Regions from separate parts of the Mus musculus genome. Here regions 2, 3, 4, 5 and 6 are each linked to region 1. Evidence: chromatin contacts called from public Hi-C and HiChIP or PLAC-seq data. All regions are on one chromosome and are shown on one strand. The core of a region is the stretch at or near the end of the contact, and the rest is flanking DNA. Distances in the headings are between cores, read along the strand shown. Region 1 holds the start of Nr4a2 (nuclear receptor subfamily 4, group A, member 2). Region 2 holds the start of Galnt5 (polypeptide N-acetylgalactosaminyltransferase 5). Region 3 has its middle 91 kb from the start of Galnt5. Region 4 has its middle 140 kb from the start of Galnt5. Region 5 has its middle 330 kb from the start of Mir195b. Region 6 has its middle 63 kb from the start of Gm25388.

Region 1 (2,905 bases), core at 211-2,710:
CCGATGGCAACGCCTCTGCAGCCACAGGCTCGCTCAGCTTGGAGCTGGCAAAGGCGGAGGTGCAGGCTAGGAATGAGCAACCCCACAACCCCGAGAGTTCCGCGGTGTTCTCCCGGGGTGTTAGGATCACCGAGAGGGGGCCGAGGTGTATATTGCACACACACACACACACACACACACACACACACGCACGCGCACACACACACACACACACACACACACACACACACACACACACACACACCGCTCGCCCGGGTAGCTTGGGAGCGAGCCAACGCTCGGGAGAAGGGGAGGAGGAGCGCTGTCCTGGGAGAAGAAGGGGACCCTACAAAGTCGCTCTCCCTTGGCCTCAGTCCCTTCCTGGTCTTGAGAGAAACCCGAAGAGGCCTGTCTGGCCAGCTTCACGGGGGTACTGGGAGTAGGGTTAGCCCTCTGGAGGATCTGCGATTCCTTTGCTAGAAAGATCCACGCGCTTGGGAGGAGGGGGAGCGGATTGTCTTGCAGAGCGGAGCTGGAGGCGATTGAGAGGAACGCGGGGGTAGGGCACGCTCCCACAGTTCACCCGGACCCTGGGCTGGGGCAATGGGCACATACTCTCCGTTTTGGGCGAGACCCACCCCGCCTCGAGCTCCACTCCCCTTGCTGCTTCTCCCTCCATGCTTTCTTCTTGGTTGCAGGCACGACAGCCCCTGCGTTTCAGAAACCTGTGAAAGGGACTGAAGGGCTTGGTGGGCACAGCGAAATGTCAACTCTGTCAAGAGTTGACCGAGGGGCTTGGGGGCGATGGTTCAGATCACCTCTGGGCTGGAGGCGCACCTGTTGCCGGATCCTTTAATGTATTGTCTGCGAGAGAAAGCTGGCAACAGTTCACTCCTACTTGTGGGGTCCTCTAAGACTTGGCTCACTGTCTACCCTCCTTCCTCCCACATTGCTTTAGATAGTACGTCTTTTTAGTTTCTGTAAAGAAGGGGAAAGGGCCTGACCTCTCATCCTTCGAAGCGGGAGGAAGAGTGGGTTTTTAAAAAGGGAGAAGGGGGATGCACGGACTAGGGGAATCCCATCTAACGCCCAAGTCTTTGGAGAGTTACGAGCCACGGGACAACTGTCTCCACTTCTGCTAAAGGGTGTGAGGAGGGTATGTTGGGGAGCTGCAAGGCACACCTCTGCCCTCTCGGCCCAGGTGCTAGCTACCTGGCCCACGCGAGTGTTCTTTTCCGTTCAAGCTTTTGTTGCACCCTCCCCACGTGTGAGGACGCAAGGTCTGGGGCGGGGGAGGGGCAGGTGGAGCGTAGCATCACCACGGACTTCACGGACCTGGGTTGCAGAAGTCACACTTCTTTCGGAAAAAAAAAAAATCCACCCAAGTGGGCTACCAAGGTGAACCGTTCCCACCTTAAAATCAGCCCCAGTCGTGACGTCAGGTCGGAAATATACCAAAGCGAGCGCGGGCCAGGAGTCCGGGGAGCGCGGCGGCTCGGCGATTGGACCGCGGGCCGCTGACGCGGGCTGACGCGCGCAGACTTTAGGTGCATGTTGGCAGCAGCAGCTCGAGCCACATAAACAAAGGCACATTGGCGGCCAGGGCCAGTCCGCCCCGCGGCTCCGCACAGCTCCGCGTCCCTCTCTCCGGCCCCGCTGGCTGCCTCCCTCTCCTGCGGCCGGGCTGGCTGCGTGTGGCTCTCCGCGCCCCGCTTCCGCAGCGCTCCCGCGGACCCGGGCTCCTCTGCTCCCGGAGGGAACTGCACTTCGGCGGAGTTGAATGAATGAAGAGAGCGGACAAGTGAGTAGCTGCGGCGGGGCCGCCCGCGGTCACGCGTCCTCCCGGTCTCCGCGTACCAGGGAACGGGTTCTCTGCAAGTGGTCGCCCGAGCCGCGGAGCGCGAAGGGGCTGGGGAAGGGGGATGGCGAGTGGGCGCGCGCAGCTCCGCCGAGCCTCTGCTGGAACTCCGGTGCTAGCGTAAAGGGGGGGGAGTTGGCTGCCGGCAGAGGTTTCCAGGCTTCTCATTGGTGGATGTGGCAAGGGGACTCCCACAGTTTTAGGAGAAGCGGACTTGCCGGTGGAGATGTGCGCAAAGTTTGCTCTTGGTGTGAAATTGATTGTGGCTTGAGGAGGCTCCATCTCGCGAACATGTGGGAAACAGTCCGGGAGAGAAAGTTTACGTGTTGCTTGGGAACAGTGTCGCTCGGCTCGCCCGCTGGTGGAGGTTTCCCGGATATCGTCGAGTAAGGGTAGTGTCGGTAGAGGGTCCTGTAGCGAAGTTGCCTGAAATGACTGGTTTTGATATATGTTGTCCTTGGATAGTGTGTCAGTGTGTGCGTGAGGTAAAGAATACGGTTATGAAACTGTGACATAGCCACGGGTTAATATCCAGAACAGACATATTTTCAAGGGCGGCGGCGGATGGGGGTGGGGAGATAAAGCAAAAGTCCTCTGGTTTGTCTTGTTAACCTTCTCCGCTCCTTGAAGCAAAGCAAGATTGTGGAAGAAGTGGGGGGGGGGGCGGAGAGGGGAGGGAGCAAAGGAGAGGGTGTTCAGGTTTCTTTACTTTATCAACAAGATCGTCTATGCTCTAGAATGCCTTGCAAGTGGGAACATCTGAAAAAAAAAATAGCTAGGACACAAGAATGCCTTGTCCCAGCAAGTAGGCAGCCTGTGGAAAGCATTGTGGAGAAGGTGTCCAGTTTGCTGTGCTGAGAAGTGCTTCTAACTTTGGTGCCAATATCATATGCGTAATATTTCTTTCCCTCTGCAGTTGACCCAAGATACTCCTGGTAAAGTAGAGATCTCTCTCATCACCTCTGGGCCATTAAAGATGTTGAAAATCCAGTTCTCTGGAGGAACACCAATTCGCTTGTCCCTTAAGATCCTGTGTTGAACCAAAAGCAATTACTAAAGCTACACACT
Region 2 (2,905 bases), core at 274-2,773, 880 kb before region 1:
GACCCGGAGCATTGAGATCCCTTGGAGAAAGGGTCACATCAATTCTGAACACGTGGTGCATTCCAGGGTTTTCAGGGATATTTGCATGGCTTTGCTGGTATCCCACAGTTGGAGCCTTGGCAGTCAAGTTGCTTCTTGCTGTATGGAGTCCCCCAGATATGGTGGGCTTGGACTGAGACACTGCTTTCTTCAGAGCTGGGGGAGAGGATGACGTCTTGCTTTGATTTCTGGGGATTTGTTTATGTGGACTTCCACCCAGTAATTTAGGAAACACAGTTTGGGTTTTAGAATTAGGTACCTCTTTGGTGTCTGTCTTCAGTTCTTCCTCTTTAGTTATAATCACAACATGACTTTCAGAGAAATTAAGTTTCTTCCCTGGCGCCACTTTGGCTGCATCATCTTCTGGCAATCTTCCCAACTGTGTCTCATTTGTAGATTGGTTCTTTAAATGACCCATATCTGCAATGAACTTAAGAAGTGGTAGCGCTTTAAGGGCTTCATGTTTTAGGTCTTTGCTCTGAGCCTCAGCTTTCTTTATGACTGTGACTTCCTCAGATTTCAGGATTGGTGGGCTGGCAAAGTGCATCCTCAATTTTGTTACTGTCTGTGATTTTTGCTTTGATCTATCAGTCTTGACACTGATGGTCATATTCAGGGTCCTTTCAGATGCTTGCTTTGATGTATCGCTGCTGACATTATAATTTTGGGGGGCCTCTTGTTTTTTATCGAAGGTTTCTGTACGTCCTGCTATTTTGGTCAATGGAACTCCTCTTGAAGCTGTGAATGGGGTCTTCTCAGACTCTAACACTGTCATCCACTTGGACATCATGTATTGGGAGGAGACTTCAGGCTTGCTATCTCTCCCCTGGGTCTTCTGCATGGGAATTGTCACTGGGAGGGTTTGCAGATGTGCAAGATGCCACAAAGGCACAGCCTTTCTCCTTCCCAGGAGGTTCTGCATTTTCCCTTTCCTCTGGACTTGGTCCATATTCTCCTCAACCTTGAGTTCATGGTTCTCAGCTTTTCTAAAGTTCTCCTTACCCCACGCTCCATTCCGAGGCAGCCCCATCCCTCTGATGCTGGTGTAAAGGACCTTCACTTGGTCTGGCTCAACTCTGAATCCCGTATGTTCCCTCCTTATGATATCTTCTTTGAGTAGCCCTGCGTTGATCTCACTGAATGAGAGGCGGAGAGCTGCCATGTCAAAGAGCAACCAGATGACAGACGCTGCAAATATAAATGCCAAGACTCGCCCACTTCCTCGGAAAAACTTTCGGATCTTGTTCATCGTACAAAGGCTGACTTGCAGCTTGCGCTCTGCTTACCTGGAGTGGAGAGAGAGAGTTGAGGTAGCAACAGCAGTAGTAGTAGCAGCAACAGCAGCAGCAGTAGGAGCAAGGCCCCTCTCGTCGGAACCAAGCAGGAAATAGCTGTCCAAGGGGGAAAAGCTCAGCTCTTACTGACTGCCTGTCACTCTCTGCCTGCGTGGCATTTCACAGCAAAGTATTTGTGCCCGCTCCCTGGCCCTGGCTAAACCCTAGTATACACTGGCTCCAGGTGGCTCCCGGAGCAGTCAGCTGCAGCTGCAGGACAGTTTCACTGCATCTTGTCTCACAGGGCTCATGTCCATCTTCCTTCCAGCCCAAGAAAACAAGAAAACGTGGGACTAGGCTGGGGCTGCAGCCAGCAGCTTCTCTCCTCCCAGTTCGCTGCATGCTGTAACTCAACACCATGTCTCAGAAGGAAAACCTTTCAAGCCATTACCCAGCAAACTTCCTTCAGCTCTCACCTTCTGTGCTATGTGAGAGAGTATGTGTTTTAAGGGCAATTAAACAGAAAGCAAACTAACTTAGAGGACATGTGTTCCTGGTTTGTAACCCCTCCTACCCCACTCTTACACATTAACCCTGTGGTACCCAGATACTTGAGTACTTACTTGGAGCAATCAATTAATTCTTGACCTTAATGTTTCAGCTCTAAGAGGTTAATGGCTTAAAAAAGGGGGTATCTTATAGCGTAATTGCCAGAGAGGGGTGTTTAGCTATTTTGGAGGCTTCTACCAACAGGTACAGAAATCTTTTTAAGTAAGTAGGTCAGCTACTCTTTTTTACATTAGTCCATCTTTTTTTTCTCCAATTCTTAGCCTTAATAAACTGATACATTTTGTAATATTCCTATAAAATTCAGGGCACTTTGCTATGATCTGAATGTTTGTGTCCCCACCAAATTCAATGTGGAAACCCTAATCACCAGTAGGGTGATATTAGCAAGTAAAGTCTTTGGAATGTGCTGAGATAAGGGAGGAGCAGCCCTTAGATATTAGATTAGTGTCCTTATAAGTGAGCTCAGTGAGATGCCTTGCCCCTTTCACCATGTGAGGGCCCAACAAGAGGGACTCTTGAAGAAACCATATCTGTTCTTTTTGAATGCCTTAGCCTCCAAAACTGTGAGAAATTAATTCATATTGAGTATAGACCACTCAGTCTATGGTAATATTAAATAGAAACTTGAATGGATTAGGACACACTCCCAAATCTGTATTTACTAAGTCATGGACCAATAGCTTGACTATTGTGCCAAGACTTTGTCTAGACTCTGGGAAATTCTGGGAAACGGGAAGGCCAGTAGTTTCTTCATAGATTTGATCTTTAAATCACTCAGAAGTCCTCTTCTATCCATTTTTCTTATTATTGTCATCTGGCAGAAGCAGTTTAAGGAAAGATGGCTCACTTTCGATACAGTTGGAGGGTGCAATATGGCATAGCAAATCCAGTCTTGTGGTCACAATGTATCAACTGCAGTCAGGAAGCAGAGAGAAAGACAAAAGGTGGTCTTAGCTTGCTCTTTTGTTTCTATATCCCTCTATACCAGATTATAGAATAGGACCACCCATGTTCAAAGTAGG
Region 3 (2,905 bases), core at 150-2,649, 790 kb before region 1:
ACTTCTACCACATGGTGCCTGGGGATAAAGCTTAGGTCGCCACACTTACCTTTATCCACTGAGACATCTCACAGGCCCATGTGCAAGCTCTTCAGAGCAGTACATGCTAAGATTTTAAATGAATGCTACCTACGTTTATTACTTTTTAAATGGTGCCAGCTTGACTCCACACAGAGCCCAATAAGATTTCTTCATCATCTTTAAAATGGATAGGATGAGGACTTCTACACTGGGGGAGGGTGATCTCTGCTATTTAAAGTCTTGCCCTAAAGTTGCCCAACACAGAGCAGGCATTTGTGACTGTTAATTGACTAATTCATGGCCCTAGAGCCCAGGATAGACACTAACTATGAAAGCTTCTATTTTCAATAGATGGATTTGTCCAAGGTGGCAAAACATAAGTTACCTGTAGTCTTTGTGCTAAAGACAGACTGGACCAGACACCTTATTAAGGTTTCTTATAGAATGACAGTGACCCAAGACATGAAGTGTAAGCCTTTGTTTGGGGAAAAGGGATACATTTTTGCCACTGCCAAGACAAACTCTTTTGGACAAATGAAAATTGACTTGGAAATTTTGAAATAAAAATTACAGACCAAACAGGATGTAGCCTGATTAGGGAGGAAATGATTCATTGGAAAAAAGTAAGGAGTCAGCTCTATTTGTGAAAGACTTAAACAATCTTTTTTTTTTTTTTTTAAATCTCAACCCTCAGTGCTGAAGGGGCTGCTCAGCCCTAGTATATTGAAGGTAGAAAATTAGAAGCCAGGATAGAAACAATACAGATTTCCTCTCTCTCTCTCTCTCTCTCTCTCTCTCTCTCTCTCTCTCTCTCTCTCTCTCTCTCTCTCTCTCTCTCTCTCTCCCTCCCTCCCTCTCTCTCTCTCCATATATGTATGTGCTTGCATACATGCACACATACATACTAATTCTTTTGCTTGCTAGCTAGCTACTTTATTTAATAACTGTGTGCTTCCAAATGATTATTAAACTATAGTATGCTTTTGGCAGAAGATGGACCTCCTATCCATGAGTAGAAGGTAATAGGATCAAAGGTACTAGGTGGGAATTGTCTAAAAGTAGAGGGATCCAGTTAAAGACTCAAATCTTTTTTTCTATCTCATGAAACTACACAGTGTAGGGAGTGGCAAGCACTTAGAGGGTTTGCAGCCACATCCCCCCCCCCCATGATGGGGAGCAGCAGAGCTGTCACCTGCTTTACTATGCGGGGTGCCCAGCTTAACCCGTATTTCTTTGGCAACTGTGCCCCAGTGAGAAAAGCTAGCGGTCCATATGTTGAGTAGGCACCATGCCATTTTGACAGGCATGAGTGTCGGCAAGAAAGGGACCATGTATGAGCATCAAATGTGTTTGTTGTGGGAAGGATTCTAGGCCAGGAATATTAAAATAACTGTCTGTCCTTCGCTCTAGCACATATGGTTAAGGAGATATGCTATGATGACTCACATTAACATTGGAAAAAATATATATAGAATTTGCAGCCATGCTAAGTGAGTTTCTGGTGTTGATAAATTGGGCTTGGAATTTTCACAAAGGAAGGCTGAAGAGAGGCATGCATAGTGATAATGGTTTCATTCCATGTATCAAGTGGAATTGACTAAATTTCAGGCATTATTATAGTGCTTCTGGACTGATGGACAGAGTGAAGGATCCTATTAGGGTTTCCCGAGAGGTCCTCAGGTATTTCCTCAGCACAGTTTGAAAAGTAAATGGGATAGGATAGGCTCATTTAATATTTCAATTCCAAAGAAATTAAATTGATGTTAGCAATGTTAGTTCAACTATTTTTCTGCTACAGGGACCATTTGTTTAAAAATCATTAAAGAGCTTTAAATGACATTGTCCTGACATTTTGTGTGATTAAATTAAGGGAATTAGTATAAAGTCATTTCATTTCTCCTTAGCTTTCTAAGTGAATACCATAACTCCCTATATGGGAAAAAAAAAGGACTCATTGAGCCAGCCTTTATAGTTTTGGTGATTTGTATATATGGGTCTGTTGACTGAATAAAAGATTACTTATGGAATTGCTTCATTTCACAATGACCTGTCTCTTCGTATTTCAAAAGGCTTAACTCTTTGGAAAGGCAGCAGTGCATGGCATATAGGATACTCCATGGAAAAAAATCTAAAGACATCCATGTAAGATTTGATAATAGTCCATAAGGTGTTTAAATGTAAACTTGCATGCACATATACACATTTCCCCCTCCAAACCCACACAAGCTTGGCATTTGTCACTTTTTTAAGTCTGGAGAGGCACATCTAGCTTGTATCTAGCGTTAGTAAGTTGGCCTCCCAGGGAACTGCCCTAGTAAGAGTCTAAATATGCATAGGAGAGGCATCTCATTAAAGAATGTTTCTCAAAGATTAGCAATAATTTTAGCATATTATATAATTTCGTTATATACATTATGTTTATTATTTTTTGACTCACTAGATTATAATCTCTTGGGAAAGATCTTTTTAACCTGGTTTTATTACTGTTGATTGTTACCACTGCTGTGTCTGAAAAATACACCTAGAATATTTCCTGGCACATACTCATAACTTAACAAAATTTTTTTTTAAATGAATTAATGAATAAACCACCCTTTTCTATGAGAGAGCTAAAAGACAGATGCCCTGGAGTCTATTCAGTAAAGATTCTTAAAGCAGAAGTCAACTAGATCTCCATCAGCAGCCCCTATCCTAAATAAAAGAAGTTCTTTTTAATAGAGCCAATTTAATCACTCTTATATAAAGTGTGAGTGAAACTTTAGGAAACTTTAATATTGATACTGATCTGTCACATACACACTAAGTTAAAATGAGTGCGCTTGCTTTGCAAACACAGCCTTGTGGCAAACCTCCCAGCTTCCTCTTCCAACCAGATGGCCTCCCC
Region 4 (2,905 bases), core at 191-2,690, 740 kb before region 1:
ACCAGTAACATCAGGGTGAATGTTTTCCTATCCTTGTCCACCGCCTTCTCTACAAACCTGAATATATATATTAGGCCAACTCTTCATCCCCTCCCCAAACTCTCTTCATATCAAACATAGCACGTAACGCAGTAAAGGCTTGTTGAATGAATAAATGACTGAATTATTGCCTATTAATAGAGACTCTTTCCAAGTGTCCTTTATAGCTAATGTTGACTTGTATACAGAGACTTGCATTTGAACTCAGTTACGAGACCTGAGGTTTGAGCTACAGTGTTTATGCAAAACCAAACTGTTCTTCACTTCACAGATGGCAGAGTGACACCGTAGGTCACTTGTCACTCAGCTGGTCATATGTGAAGAATGAGTTTTTTTTTCCCCGTTCATTCTGTTCAAAATTGAAGTGTAACACAGGGGAGGGCTGATCAATTTAGCTTCCTTTTCACATTACAAATGTGTCCTTTATTTTAAAATACAGGCTTTGGGACTGGAGAGATGGCTCAGCAGGTGAAGGCACTTGCCACCAAGCCTCTTGATAATCTAGCTTGATCCCTGGGACTCATAGAGTGCAAAGAAATAATGGACTCTCGTAAGTCACCCTGTGACTTCTACCTGTAAGCTCTGGCATGTCTGAATGCACACGTAAACACGCAAGATAAATGCAAGATAAATTGTCACTTTCAATTGACAAGCCAGGGTTTGTTTCTATTGGATCTTTGGATTCCTTCCTCGAAAGAATAGCCACTCATTCCACCCTGTTCTCCACGTTGACATTGCAAACACAGCGTGTATCAGGGTGTGGCAGTCTCACCTAAAGTCTCAGCGTCCAGGATGCAGAGGCCAGAGGATCACTCTGAGTTCCAGACCAGTCTACTTTCCAGTGTGTTGCAAGCCAGAGTAGACTATATAATAGTCCCTGTCTCAGAAGACAAGGGAGGAAGGAGGGAGGAAGGGAGGGGCTGAGGGAGGAAGGCAGGAAGGAAGCATATTCTAGCTCTTTCCAGCCTTGATTCTATCGTTGTTCAGTTTCTCCACAGGTCTTAGGTGAGTCTCTACCACAGATAGAGTAACCCTAAAAGAACACTGACACACCTTAAAGGAAGATGGCAATCGTGATATTTTATTCAGGGGTTGGGGATATGGCTCAAGGTTCAAAGCAGTCGCCTATCATGTGTGAAGCCCTCCTTGTATCTCTAGCACTTTAGATAACAATAATAATGTTAAAATACATTTTAAGCATACATTTTCAATTCCAATTTCACGTGGAAAGTTGACATCTCGGCAGGTTTACCTAAATTTTCCTCCCAACGGGGCTGAAGTTATATCGTCCTGCAATTAAGTTTCTGATGATCCACACGACGCGCTTGCCTTGCTGGGTGGGAGAGAAGCCAGTCATCTGTGTGGTTTCTGGTTCCAGCTGCCGCAGCAGCCAGCCCCACATTCCTGGCGTGTGCCTTGGAGTGAGAGCTGAGGTGGTGAGAAGCGGCGCCTGGGGCCGTGCGCCGTGCCAGGTCTATTTTAAGCACTGGTGCTCTGAATTGTTTAAAATGCATATTGTTTGTGTACATCTCACAGAGGAAAATGCCAGCTATGGATGCCCCCGGGCTGCTTGTATGTCAGATGATTAAGTCTTCAAGTCCTGCAGCTGTGGGGTCATTATCAATGGTGCTTCCAGGTCAGGGTGTACACTGCAGAGTCTGAGGCAATGGTTGACCTTTTAATGGCACTCCAGGGTAACATGGCTTCCTAGGGCATGAATAATCATTTTTAAATTGTTTATCTGACTTCCATTTGTTTAGGAATGCAAATGTATTAGAGCATATGAGATTTCCTGATATTCTTCAAGGAAGGGGGAAAAACAGTTTACTGCGTTTCTCAAACTTTCTAAACAAAATCCTTCCTAAGGACAGGAGATGGCACACTTAATAATATGGGTTCGTGCATTCTACTTTGAGGCTCAGTAATTTAGTATGTCCTCTCTAGAACTGTGTTCCACGTAGTTGTCAGCAACAGTGACAACACACTCCTGGTTGTCCTTCTTACACACTACCTGAAACTTCAAAGTGACCTGCTCATATTTTTAAAATATTCATCCAACTCTCGCAGCACTTAAACTCGAAATCCAGGGATTTTTGTTTTTATTTCTTTTTAATTTTAAAGTAATTTTATTATCCGGTCTAATGATATAAGTTCACAAGTTTCATCATAATGATTGCGTGCATGTCTGTGGCAGGTGTTGACCTCAACCACCCTCTCTCTTATTCTTTTGGAGAACAAGTGTCCCATTTATGCTTCTCTGGTACTGAGTTCACATCTAAGAGCATTAGACTCTCTCTACGTATGTAGGAGCATCCAAGCTAATTTCAGAGTAAACTAATTAAAGCTCAAAAAAATAATAGTCCTGGTGTCAATCATCCTCACCCTAGTGCGTCTATCCAGCTGTTACTGTTAAGAGAAAGAAAGAAATTCACCTGAGACGAAGAATTATTAAAAATAAAACTTAGAAGGTCCTAGAAACATAGGTAGTGAGCAATAATTAATCATAGCCCTCAAAGTTAATCATCAGAGATGACAATTTGAAAGTACAGGGGTGATGTATTTGTTTTAGTAAGAATTCACATTGACCTTTCAAGAGGCTTGAGGTCTCTGAACAATTGGGATCAAATAGAGCTTTACATAACAACAGCCAACAAAATAACCAAGGTATCATTAACTACTCTAATAACAAAATGACCAGTGCACAGTGGTGCCTATACACTGGGAATCTATAGGTTGATCCCATAATTCCAAATAGGTTTTCTAGTGGACGTTTTGGTGTTTTTGTGTACAGATCTATTGTAAGTGATAATTCAAGGATCCGAACTGACTTTTATGATCTCCCCCTTCTTGAGCTTGGCACCCAAAC
Region 5 (2,905 bases), core at 115-2,614, 660 kb after region 1:
TGTGGCTTCGTATTAAATTATACTTGCATAGGCTTTTGCCTCGGTGCTGATAATGCTTTTGCGGTTGCATTGGTGAAGAAGAATTTAGGCTGCTTTGCAAGAGACGTGACCAGAATATTCTACACAGCTGACAGTGACAGGGTGAAAAATTGCAGAACTGTACTTTCTTTCCTCATATAGATTGTAATTTTAATTGTCATTGTGGCCCTTCTGTTTTAATTATGGGACTTCTTTGATATATACCAGGACATCATATTGAATGAAAATATGGTGCTATAATAGTCTCTTTATAATTAATGACCACATGTAGATCTTGGTGCATAAAAGGGAAGGAATAAATGAACAATTTATTTAACTAGGTTTTGGATTTCTTTCTGTCTTCCAGAGAATATAAAATGATCCCAGAGCTTCTGAGAGTGTTTGATGTTCAGAGCTGTACAGAATATTGAATAAAACGACTTTAAGCCAGGTTGCAAAATGCAGTCTATTTAAAATATTTTCTACTTACAATCAGTAATATTTACCTACCTCTTACATTATTTTTAAAACACCTCGTGAACAAAAGATCGAAACTCTTTTATAAATACATTTTAAATGTAATGCTCTTAAACAGCTTATACTTATCATAGAACTAATTTTTGTTCATACAAAACCACTCCAAGATGCTTACTTGTGACTTCTGACTTATTTACTCACACCAAACTGGGAAAGAAAATAGTCTTTAAAGTTTTGCTTTCAAAATACTGTAAATCAGAGCAGCAAGTCTTTCCCCTGAAGTAAGAATAAATTTATCTCAGTTACCACTCCTTAACAGACGCTCTCTTTCAACAAACCCAAAATAAGTAGTCTATTCAAATGTAATTAAAGTCCCTGAAAACTGTGAAGAGGAACCAGAAAACACTAGCCAGGCTGCAGCTTTAACACTGTTCTCTAACTCTCAAATAACCGGTTTACCATATAGACTACTGTAGCATAAGCATGCTGGGCTCATATACATTTCAAGAGAGCCAGGCCTCTGTGGATTTCTGGAAAGCAGACCTATTTGTCCGGGGTCTGTCACTGTAAAGCAGGAAAATGCCCTGTGACAAGCTACTGCTAATTTTATTGTGGCACGGAGTCCTGTGCATGCATTCTCCTCAGTGGATGCTGTTCAATTGCAGAGCAGGATGAAATTGGATCGGCAGAGACAGGGACTACCCTGGGGTCAGCTGTGACCATGCCACTTCTATGTGATGTCTAGTTGGGGTGATGGTGTGTAAATAAACGTAGAGAATTGCAAATCTTGTCACGGCCAAGCAGAGCGGCTCAAGCATTTAAAGATGGTTGCCCGCAAACCTAACTGGAAGGTGCTTGCTGCGTGGTGGCTGGGGAAACGCTGCATGCCTTGGCCGCTCTTGCTCCTGACATATCTAAGAGCGCTGACCCAGCACTGTGTTGCTGAAGGGAGTAATCACTAATTTTTTTAAATCATAGTGAAAATTCAAGCAATAAACTAATCATATTTGAATATTGTGCTTTTAAAGCTACCATCCTGACACTCGACTTTGTATTTATATTATGGTTCTTTGATTTATTTGTTCTTTTAATGAGATGAAACATTTCCATGTCCTACTGTTTATAGAATTCAGCACACTAAAGTCCTATGAGTTCTTGTCATTATTATGAACTTTTCTAATGTTAGAAAATAAAATATTATAGAATTCACATTTCTGCTTATGAATCTAATTTTATTTAAATACTACTTACAGTACTCATTAAAATACACTTAGCTTTTCCTACGTCCAACCAATAAGATGTATTTTTAACCACTTTTACATTTACACATAGCTGTTTCTCTGTTACTTTTCCCACATGACAATTACCTTTCATTACAAATTTATAAAATCATTTACATTTTAGCAGTTTAAATGTTTCTGCTGACATTTTGTAACTATTACCCTCTTCTAGAATGGCATATGCTCAGGCAGTTAATAAAAAATTAAATGGAATAGCAGCAGCCAAGGTGAAGCTTTGCATCAGGGCGCTATCCACATCTCTGAAAATACCATCTTTGTGTTGCAAACTGTGAAGTGAGGTTAGGGCTGTGCCAATATGTGTATTTGTCACAACTGTCGCAGAGACCACGAACTAGCCAATCACATAGCCCTTAATTAGACAGTTATATTTTGCTTTTTAGAAATTGTCTTCATGTAAAATGGTATCTAAGATTCAAGAAACGTGCTGAGAGCTAAGAGGGCAAAGAATGCCACAGATTAGAAAAAAAAAAAAAGAAGCACGTTAGTTTCTCTGAAGCTTTATTAACTGCTGCATGATTCATTTAATATAAAAATATACGTCCTGTGAAAGATATTTATAAATGTTAACATGAGAGAAATGTAGTTCATGGATTAATGAATTTGGGATACACTGAATTAAACATTTCTATGATACTAAATGTTCTTATATAGATTTTGAAATTATAAATTAAAAATTACAGAAGATGATCTTTCAAAAGGTGAAGCTATTAATTCCTGCGTTCACAGTTGTGACTCTGGCGTCATCTGAAATTCCATTTACACTATTTACTGCTGGAAATAAATTGTGTAGATTTTGTTAAAAACAATAAATGCTTTGGATTTTTTAATTCCTGGAAACAATTTTGTATGATAGATAGCTACATTTTGAAAAAAAAAAAGGAAATACATCCTTTTTCATGTTCCAAACAAAATTATTACATTTCATAATATAATTTTAATTTCACAACTTATATAACTACAAAACTTTTTGTAAATAATAAAGCAGGCAAGAATATGTTAGCAAAGTATTGCTAAGGCTGTGTGTTTTCTATATTTATGAAACTACATACAAATCTGCTCTCACTAACACATATATTGGTTTTTGAAAGGAAATTAATATTATAGTTACC
Region 6 (2,905 bases), core at 293-2,792, 600 kb before region 1:
GCAGAGCATTAGTCTTTATTTTTACTTACATTTTTTGTTGAGTTTATTTCCCACTATTTTATAATATTTATTTCCTGATGTGAAAATGTGGGTCCATTATTAGACATCACAAAACAATCTATATTTTAAAACTATCTTAAAACAGTTCTGCATGCTAGTTTCACACTTGCATTTCTAGCCATGTGTTTTATTACCACTTAAACATGAATAGCTTTAATGGCATAAACACATTCTCCTGTAGGCTGCTGCTGGTGTCAGCTTTGTGACACCTCTAACCCGTCTTCACTGCATACCTGCAGGGCAATCTCTACTGATGGAATCTGAGGCACAGGGTGATTAAGAAAATTTGCCAGGCTTTCTTAGGTGGGTGAGGAAGGATTTCAGTGTAAATGGTAAAATTGTAAGAACCGAGTTTTAGTAATATAGCAAGCATTTTATTTGTGAATATTTATTTTACAGTTACAGTTTTCAATCTGTAGATCCTTCCATTACTTCATCTACATCCTTCATTTACTTGTGTTATCTTTACACTACTGAGTAGGTAAAATAAGCTCCTTCTTTCTCAGTCATGAGTTTCTTTATCCCTGAAGAAGCAAAATATAGCAGAGAACTGTCTAGTCTGGCCTCAATGAGAGAAGACACACCTAACCCTTGAGAGACTTAAGGCCCCAGGAGATAGGGAGGCCTGGCACAGTGTGTGAGAACATCCTTTTGGAGATGGGGGAGGAGAAATGGAGTGAGCAACTGTTGGAGGGCAGAACGGGAGAGGGATAACGACTGGACTGTAAAAAAAAAAAGATTAAAGATAATAATAACAAAAAGCAAAATGTAAATACTCCAAATTTAATCCTACTGTGAAGTTCTGGGGTCCATTATTAAAGAAACATACATGTCAATCTATATTTAGATCTACCTAATAAATGAACAATGTCCTGTGATAGAGCTTTCACCTACATAATGTAATTTCAGTCTGATATATATGGAAAGAATGACAAGTTATAGGTAAAATCTTATTTGATCATATGCAAAAATTAGCCAAAGGCTTTAAATTCACGTGGCTAAAAAAGCTCAATAAATAAACTAAGCATCTTAAGCATCTATGAACTCTAATTTTTATAACTCTGTGTGATAATCTGCATATATCTAATACTCAAATGGAACAAGAAAACAATTTACATACAGATATCTGTGTTTGAGATCCTGGTTACTAAGACACTAATAGAGCAATTTGAGGATTTCCTAAATTATCGTGGGAACAAGTCACAGTAAATATCTCTATCAGGAAATTAGAAGTATGAACTCTGTAAGCGATCCTTTAAGCATCTTAGACAGCAATGGGAAGAGATCCGTCTTGTGTGGTTTTGATGTGTGACAAATCCAGGAATTGACAGAAGCGTGTAAATCATGTGTACTATCATGCCTTGTCTGAGTGTCTCTACAACGTATGCGAGTTGAAGGATTAAGTGTGAGAATAGCTTTCAGAGCTGAGTCAGAGCTGGGGGCTGTCGACACTGATTAAGACACTGACAGAGTGCACAAAAAAAGCCATTTGTTGGCATGACATATCAGATGGATAAAGGATCTGTCCTTGTCTGCTTGGTCTAGCTCTCATTCAAACTGACTTTGAGATTGGCTGTCGTGTTTCCACTGGCAAACAGTAGCCTGAGTTTTAATATAAGCCTATGCAAAATATGCTGCCATGAAAAGGATTTTTAAAGAGGCTTTTCCATAGCATTAGTAAGCACAATGAACTATCGTGCATTAATAGGAACAGTGCCCCCACCCTCCGTGCACACACTTTGAACAGCCTCTTTTTCAAACACCAGCTTCCATTAAAAGGCAAATTCTCTTTCTACCCATGACTAAGCTGGGAGGTAAGGTTTGCTTTTGTTTGGCACTGAAGAATAAATGATGGAAAATTGGAGCTAACAATGTGTTCTGATTATTCCTACAATATACAAAATTCTCCAAATGTGACAAACCATGTTTATCCCACTAGGGAAAGGGAGGGAGTATTCCCTGTGATTTATTGGTATGTGTAGGACTGTTAAGAAGCCATTTTGTTATTCCACCTTGATACTGACATACTTTTCACTTCGAAGAATAAGATTTCCATATGCAAAATATTACCTCAATGCATGTTTACCCTGGAAATAAAAGTTATTTGGAGGAAGCAGTTAAGGTCATTGAGTTCATGGAGAATTGTGTTCCATTTAATGCTGCACTAATTTCATATTTTCAAAATCATTTTTATCTTATACACTAGAAATAGTTTGTTTCCTTGCATTCTTAAATTTAAAAAGTAGAAGCAAAACATAGATCATAGTCCCAGGAAACTAAATTCTCCATTGAAAACAGATGCAGATTATTTCAACATATATATTTATTCCCATTATCTTCCTAATTTAAGACTGTTGTTAATAAGAGCGGATTCAGCCAGAATGTATGGCTATTGTTCTAAGGGACCTTCCAAGGAATCACTGCACTGAGGTGCGCAGGGCATTGAATTACTGATACCAATGGAAGAAAATAAACTTCCTCAGAGAGTGAAGAAAGTCTGAAGATCACTAACGGTCTTTTCCCTGTCACACAAGGTGAAACAAAACCACAAAAGCAGAGGGCTCAGTGTTTAAGAGCACATACTACTCTTGCAAAAGACAAAGCTCAGTTCCCAGCATCCACGGCTGCTGCTCACAAACATTGTCTACTAAGACCAGGTCTGGAAGATCTGATCCTTGTGGCCTCCTTTGGTACCCACACATACATACACACATTCACATGCACACACGCGCACACACACACCACACGCACACACACACACACATACACACATGCACACACACATTCACACACAAACACAAGCACACATGTACATACATATACATGCATGCGCACACACGGATCA

The links. A called contact is a pair of places that touch in the nucleus more often than the background predicts. HiChIP or PLAC-seq counts read pairs in DNA pulled down with a chosen protein or histone mark.
Region 2: a Hi-C map of the N1E-115 cell line shows a contact between it and region 1, with 4 times the contacts expected there. The contact joins the promoter of Galnt5 here to the promoter of Nr4a2 in region 1. A contact is called at or near these places in 2 of 39 promoter capture datasets (hippocampal neurons and second pharyngeal arch cranial neural crest) and 1 of 484 Hi-C or Micro-C datasets (the N1E-115 cell line).
Region 3: a Hi-C map of cerebellum shows a contact between it and region 1, with 2.7 times the contacts expected there. The contact joins the enhancer-like site here to the promoter of Nr4a2 in region 1. A contact is called at or near these places in 13 of 39 promoter capture datasets (the 3T3-L1 cell line, 3T3-L1-derived adipocytes, the C10 cell line and 8 more), 28 of 484 Hi-C or Micro-C datasets (3T3-L1-derived adipocytes, B cells, Sertoli cells and 17 more), 16 of 115 datasets of contacts at active chromatin or transcription factors (the NIH/3T3 cell line, acute myeloid leukemia, astrocytes and 12 more) and 1 of 9 other capture datasets (embryonic stem cells).
Region 4: a contact with region 1 is called in an H3K4me3 HiChIP or PLAC-seq map of craniofacial prominence, with 6 times the contacts expected there. The contact joins the enhancer-like site here to the promoter of Nr4a2 in region 1. A contact is called at or near these places in 7 of 39 promoter capture datasets (cranial neural crest, embryonic stem cells, frontonasal cranial neural crest and 4 more), 5 of 484 Hi-C or Micro-C datasets (cardiomyocytes, cerebellum, cranial neural crest and 2 more), 13 of 115 datasets of contacts at active chromatin or transcription factors (bone marrow-derived macrophages, craniofacial prominence, embryonic forebrain and 10 more) and 1 of 9 other capture datasets (embryonic stem cells).
Region 5: a contact with region 1 is called in an H3K4me3 HiChIP or PLAC-seq map of neural tube, with 5 times the contacts expected there. The contact joins the enhancer-like site here to the promoter of Nr4a2 in region 1. A contact is called at or near these places in 5 of 39 promoter capture datasets (cranial neural crest, frontonasal cranial neural crest, hippocampal neurons and 2 more), 1 of 484 Hi-C or Micro-C datasets (neural progenitor cells), 9 of 115 datasets of contacts at active chromatin or transcription factors (astrocytes, craniofacial prominence, embryonic basal ganglia and 6 more) and 1 of 9 other capture datasets (embryonic stem cells).
Region 6: an H3K4me3 HiChIP or PLAC-seq map of embryonic basal ganglia shows a contact between it and region 1, with 3 times the contacts expected there. The contact joins the enhancer-like site here to the promoter of Nr4a2 in region 1. A contact is called at or near these places in 14 of 39 promoter capture datasets (the 3T3-L1 cell line, the HPC-7 cell line, HPC-7-derived erythroid cells and 9 more), 5 of 484 Hi-C or Micro-C datasets (adipose-derived mesenchymal stem cells, bone marrow-derived DN2 thymocytes, cortical neurons and 2 more), 12 of 115 datasets of contacts at active chromatin or transcription factors (craniofacial prominence, embryonic basal ganglia, embryonic forebrain and 8 more) and 1 of 9 other capture datasets (embryonic stem cells).

Annotation. Positions count from the first base shown.
Region 1 is chr2:57,113,593-57,116,497 of GRCm38.p6, reverse strand. It overlaps Nr4a2 (nuclear receptor subfamily 4, group A, member 2), which reads left to right and starts at 1,460. Exons shown (of 8, transcript NM_013613.2): 1 at 1,460-1,780.
Region 2 is chr2:57,996,773-57,999,677 of GRCm38.p6, reverse strand. It overlaps Galnt5 (polypeptide N-acetylgalactosaminyltransferase 5), which reads right to left and starts at 1,523. Exons shown (of 10, transcript NM_172855.3): 1 at 1-1,523. The coding sequence starts at 1,288. The region is part of intron 1 of Gm33594 (a long non-coding RNA gene); the gene reads left to right.
Region 3 is chr2:57,905,500-57,908,404 of GRCm38.p6, reverse strand. No RefSeq gene overlaps it. Among named protein-coding and RNA genes, the nearest start is that of Galnt5, 91 kb to the left of the region's middle. Within about 2 kb of position 1,399, at least 9 of the 459 cell types and tissues checked have an H3K27ac peak or open chromatin away from gene starts, as enhancers often do. A contact at or near this core is called in cerebellar granule neurons, cerebellum and hippocampal neurons, where this site is marked.
Region 4 is chr2:57,855,501-57,858,405 of GRCm38.p6, reverse strand. No RefSeq gene overlaps it. Among named protein-coding and RNA genes, the nearest start is that of Galnt5, 140 kb to the left of the region's middle. Within about 2 kb of position 1,440, at least 18 of the 459 cell types and tissues checked have an H3K27ac peak or open chromatin away from gene starts, as enhancers often do. A contact at or near this core is called in craniofacial prominence, heart atrium, myocytes and 1 more, where this site is marked.
Region 5 is chr2:56,453,145-56,456,049 of GRCm38.p6, reverse strand. No RefSeq gene overlaps it. Among named protein-coding and RNA genes, the nearest start is that of Mir195b, 330 kb to the left of the region's middle. Within about 2 kb of position 1,364, at least 10 of the 459 cell types and tissues checked have an H3K27ac peak or open chromatin away from gene starts, as enhancers often do. A contact at or near this core is called in neural tube, where this site is marked.
Region 6 is chr2:57,715,813-57,718,717 of GRCm38.p6, reverse strand. No RefSeq gene overlaps it. Among named protein-coding and RNA genes, the nearest start is that of Gm25388, 63 kb to the right of the region's middle. Within about 2 kb of position 1,542, at least 4 of the 459 cell types and tissues checked have an H3K27ac peak or open chromatin away from gene starts, as enhancers often do. A contact at or near this core is called in embryonic basal ganglia, where this site is marked.